Regions from separate parts of the Larimichthys crocea genome. Here region 2 is linked to region 1. Evidence: chromatin contacts called from public Hi-C data. All regions are on one chromosome and are shown on one strand. Each heading gives the region's core, a stretch centred on a gene start, on an enhancer-like site or on the middle of the called end of the contact. The rest is flanking DNA. Distances are from core to core; before and after follow the strand shown.

The links. A called contact is a pair of places that touch in the nucleus more often than the background predicts.
Region 2: a contact with region 1 is called in a Hi-C map of muscle, with 2.6 times the contacts expected there. The contact joins the promoter of ube2q1 here to the promoter of cd276 in region 1. A contact is called at or near these places in 4 of 7 Hi-C or Micro-C datasets (all in muscle).

What each region holds. Positions count from the first base shown.
Region 1 is chrVIII:20,804,120-20,806,819 of L_crocea_2.0, reverse strand. cd276 (CD276 molecule) reads left to right here and starts at 1,402. Exons shown (of 8, transcript XM_019278896.2): 1 at 1,402-1,507. It overlaps ubl7b (ubiquitin-like 7b (bone marrow stromal cell-derived)), which reads right to left and starts at 2,109. Exons shown (of 11, transcript XM_019278895.2): 1 at 1,959-2,109; 2 at 1,268-1,448; 3 at 997-1,116; 4 at 786-871. The coding sequence starts at 1,961.
Region 2 is chrVIII:20,964,853-20,967,552 of L_crocea_2.0, reverse strand. ube2q1 (ubiquitin-conjugating enzyme E2Q family member 1) reads left to right here and starts at 1,271. Exons shown (of 13, transcript XM_027281460.1): 1 at 1,271-2,061; 2 at 2,481-2,585. The coding sequence starts at 1,903.

The DNA of each region.
Region 1 (2,700 bases), core at 153-2,652:
ATGTGATCGGATGAAAGAGTGCCGTCTTGTGATTTCGACAGTTTGTCAGCTGACCACATCTGTGCCAATATTCTTAGATCAACATTAGTACAAGTGAGTAGGTTGTACACGTTTATGAAAAATATATCACTATATATTGGTTCCTTCATCACTTAAGCAAAGGTGGTGATAGATTTATATCATAGAAAGCTGCCAGCCTATTAAAGCTAACCCTGTCCTGTTGAGGATAATCTTTAGTCCGCAGTTGCCCAGGGTCCTGTTCACACATCGAGGCTAAGATGCATCTAGAGTGATCCAATCAGAACAGATGTGAACACTTCCAAATAATCTTCACGTGAAGGATGCGTGTGTCCAATTGATTGTTGATTTTCCGGCCTACACTGCAGAGCATTGTTTGTAAAGTTAAGTTGTTACTTTGCATGGTAGTAGTAGGTTTAATCATTATTTTTTGTCTGTAATCTACCAGCCACTTTCATATTTTACCAGCATCTGGCTGGCGGCTGTTGCCAATTTCCCTGCCTGACTGAGATGCATCAAGATGCATCCAGAATTATTGTGCGCTTAAGTTGAATCCTAATCGAATTAAATTGTAAGGGTAGAGTAGATTCACACCTCTGGTCTGAATTTATCTGAATGGAAAACAAAGCATGCATTGAGAGGGAAGTCCCATGAACAGTGGCTGGAAGACCACTGAAGTAGGGTGAAGAAGGAGGGAGATGAGTGTCACCATGAGGACTGATGTGAATGTTCATGTGTGTGTGTGTATATGTCTGTCTTCTACTCACTGAGTCTCTGTAGGCAGAGTTGAGAGAATGAAGAGCAGCATTAAACACCCTGAACTCCCTGGCTGCAGTTGCTCTGTTCACAGGCTCTAGAGAAGAAAACACACACACACATGCTCAGATTCATATTTTCTGTTTCACTTACAGTCCAACTTGACCACACACTTTCAATGTTTGAATGAAAAAAACAAACAAAAAAAACAACCAATCACACCTGGATTGCTCTCTGGCTCAGGCCAAGTCTTTTTGAGGATGTGTAAAGTGGCTCCTGATTGGATCCCGCAGGCATCCAGTGTTAGTTCATCCTTAAGTTTCCGCCCACAGTGGACCAGCTCTGATGGGGAAACATGAGCGAGAGACAGGGAACATTTGAAGGAACAAAAAATATCAATGACAGCCTTTATTTACCAAACAGATTACACCACAGAGCACACACACATACATAACATTTTCATTCATAGCTAATTTACTATCTGCAACAAGACCTATAAATTCGGGGTCTGGGATGGAGTCTGGGAGCTGTGCTGCAACAAGTTGTTTTAAAGTAGCGACTCTGTATCCTCCAGGCGAAACATCCCCTGGCATCATCTCTGGGAAGTGGAAGACGGATTTAGGCTGATCCACCAGCTTCAAAGACAGCTGCCAGTCTGAAGAAGCCATCTCGACCTGTGCACACAAACAAAACCACAGTGTCAACACGGGGACATGGACAGCAGATACACAAGGTGGGTTAAATTAGTAATTACTGGTGTGAGCCCAGGGGGGTTTAATCAAAACGCACAATTACATTTTATAGTTTTAATATGCTTTCTAACAATGGGTGAGAGAAAATAAAGACACTTCTGTCTTCGTTGAGTACCACATACTACATAAAACACATTTTTTAAAGGGGGGACCCAGGTCAAAACGCAATATTATTATATCATTATTATTATATTATTATTATATTATTATTATATTTGACATTTTGGGGATTTTAAACGTGCTAACCTGCTAGCCGCTAAGCGTTTTCTAAAAAATAAATAGCATGCCGCTTTAATAACTTGTACCTGAGCTGTTCGTATCGTAGGACTGATTAAGAACAATAGTCCGGTAACATTAAATAAATGTCATACAGAAAATAAAACCACGACAGCTGTAAAATAGAAGAAATAGAAATAGCGCACACTCACTCACCATTTTATTGTTGACACTCGATTCGCTTCCTGCTTTTAGTCACGTGGTACACGTCACGTTTACGTCCACTGGGCCAAACAAAGAAGCTTTTTACTTCTCCATGTTTTTAATCACCGGCGAACCTGAAACCTCTTCCTCTCTCTCTCTCTCACACACACAGCCACACCTCAAGACAAAGGAAAAAACTTGAATCACCATCCCAGCATAAACAATACAATATATATTGTTATATATATATGTCTAAAGTGTGCAAATACCAGTTTGAGTGAAACTTATTTCATCACACATTCTCAATTATTTTTTCCTTGCTGCACATTTTCCACAGCTATGTCATGTCTTGATCAATACTTTCTTATAGTCTGTCTGTCACCAGTCTAACTTTAAGATGTAATTATCTATCAGGTGAATTATTTAAGTTACAAAGTTTCATCTATATCCACCATTTGTTCATATTTACCAAGTGTTCTCCTGTGCCACAAGTTTATCCAAGAGTGATTTAATCAAAAGTGCTGTTTTAATCCACGCGTATAGTCTTTTTATAGATCTATAGGAGACACGTGCATAGGTAGGCTATATAATACAGGTATAAATGTGTCTGCATAGGCTGCAGTGAGACGTTTACGGTCCATATGCGCTATAATGATTTTAAAAAGGTAGTGCCCACAGACACGGGCAGTTTATATCAAACGATGCATTTATTACACTGTTTGTAGGACTTTAAATAAAAAAGAGTTAGATGCCG
Region 2 (2,700 bases), core at 22-2,521, 160 kb before region 1:
TATAAATATAAGTATATGTATGGCTATATGGCAGTATTTACAGTATACACAGTGAGGTCTATCAAAAAAAAAGAAATATGAGTCCAAGTCCAACTTTGTGAATGACACAGCATCAAACATCATCTCCATGAAAACAGAATGTAAATAGTTTCATGTATCTTTGTGGTACCAAACTGAAATAATTCTGTTTTCATCAAGGTTCTGTGCAGCAGTTTAACTGCGTATTATGAAATATTAGATTATTATTAATATTAATATTTATTATTTGTATCATGGTCACTTTCTTTGCAATATTTCTTACACTATGGTCACTTTACATTACAATACTCTTTTTATATATCATGCCACGTTTATCCTCAGTACTTGTCTGTTATGAAGGTTGATTGTTTTCCGTGTTTATTGTGTAGGTTATAGATATTTCTGTCTGTTTATTGTGTGTGTTTTTTTGTTTTTTTTTGCCTTTTCTACTTTTTTTTCTAATTCTGTAGTGTATGCTACACTTTCCTCTGCTGCTGTAAAAAGTACATTTCCCTGTGTTGTATATCATGCCACTTTTATCCTGAGTACTTGTCTGTTTTTGAAGGTTGGTTGTTTTTCGCGTTTATTGTGTAGGTTATATATTTCTGTCTGTTTAATTTCTGTCTGTTTATTGTGTTTTTTTTGCCTTTTCTACTTTTTTTTCTAATTCTGTAGTGTATGCTACACTTTCCTCTGCTGCTGTAAAAAGTAAATTTCCCTGTGTTGTATATCATGCCACTTTTATCCTCAGTACTTGTCTGTTTTTGAAGGTTGGTTGTTTTCCGTGTTTATGTGTGTAGGTTATAAATATTCTGTTCTGTTTATTGGTGTTTTTTGCCTTTTCTACTTTTTTTTCTAATTCTGTAGTGTATGCTACACTTTCCTCTGCTGCTGTAAAAAGTAAATTTCCCTGTGTTGTATATCATGCCACTTTTATCCTCAGTACTTGTCTGTTTTTGAAGGTTGGTTGTTTTTCGTGTTTATTGTGTAGGTTATAGATATTTCTGTCTGTTTAATTTCTGTCTGTTTATTGTGTGTTTTTTTTTTTTTTTTTGTCTTTTCTACTTTTTTTTCTAATTCTGTAGTGTATGCTACACTTTGACTCTGCTGCTGTAAAAAGTAAATTTCCCTGTGGTTGGATGAATAAAGTAGATCTAATCTAAAAGTATGAAATTATTAGTTTTTGGTCTTTTTTTCTCTTATAAATAAATGTTTAAAAAAAAAAGAATCACATTGACCATGTCTCGGATAAATGTTTGACAATATATTGCGCTGCTGTAAAGTTTCCTGTATTTCCTTAGCCCTTAAAATAAACCGAGGACGCGCTGAATGCTGGGACTCTGCGGGAACGGGCAGCTTGAACAACGCCATCTTTAAACCCCACAAGAGGCCAGCTACAGTTTGTGCACCGGGATGAAAAACACCGTCCCTACCGCGGGATATAAGTTCACATCGTGGAGGTGGTTTAATTGTCCCCCGGTCAAGTCACCGACGAGGAGCTGTCCGGTGGGACTGTGAGGAGACGGTCACGGGACACGGCGAGAGCCTTAAAGTGTTGTTATCGGGAGGCAGACAACAACAATAGACGGAAAGACAACAACAACGGACTAGCTCGCTAACTCGCTAAGCTAGCTGGAAGCTAAGCTATCGTTAGCCACTTCTTCTTCTTCATCAGCAGCAGCAGCAGCAGCGGAGACATTTACAGCTGGGCATCCAGCTACATCCACCGGAGCAGTCCGTCATCTCTTTGCCACTTTTTTTTATACATATATAAAGCTATCCTGAACTGAAAAAAATTCTTGCGTCGTTGCTGCTTTGGCTAGCCAGAAGCTAAAGTCCCGACTTCTCCCCCTCCCCAGCGGCCCGGCCGGAGATGCGTGGAAGATGTCGGTGTCGGGGCTGAAGGCCGAACTGAAGTTTTTAGAGTCCATTTTTGATCCAAACCATGAACGCTTCAGGATCATTGACTGGAAGCCCGACGAGCTGAGCTGTCAGTTTAATGTGACCGGGGAAAAGCTGTTAATTATCCACTGTAACATCACGGTAAGGGTGTAACAAACAAACACAAGCGCCCGGATTTAGACACTTCCCTTGTTGGTCGTTAGCGAGCTAAAGTTAGCTGGTTAACTTGCTGAAGCCAGGTAGTAGGCTACCTCCATAGCTGTACGATTTAATAATAATTTAATGGGCACGTTTTGCGTGGTTTTATAAGACTATGTCAGCGGGAGCTGCGTAGTGTTGATAGCGGGGTTTTGTTTGTCTGACAATCCGACAATAAACAGTGTTGATAAGCGACCCTAGCTCGAAGCTAACGCTGCACTCTGAATGCTAATGTCGTCAACCCAGATTTTTACGGTATTTACTGACTACTGTTTAACCACGCAAAGTGTTTGCAGGTGCTTATCTGAACTGTATTGTGTGTTTTTTTTTGTTGTTGTTGTTGTCTTGCCGCTGTCTTTTAGGAATCTTATCCATCTACGCCTCCGATATGGTTTGTGGACTCTGATGACCCGAGCCTGGCGCAAGTTTTGGAGAGGTTGGAAGATGTGAGAAAAGGCAGCACCCTGGTAGGTATCGTAAGCCTTGTTTCCCCTTTGTTGCGGGACACATTTTACTGTAGTAGAGGTTAACCTTTTAAAACATCTGCCCTCAGCACAAACACAAGGGTTTTGTGGGACTCGT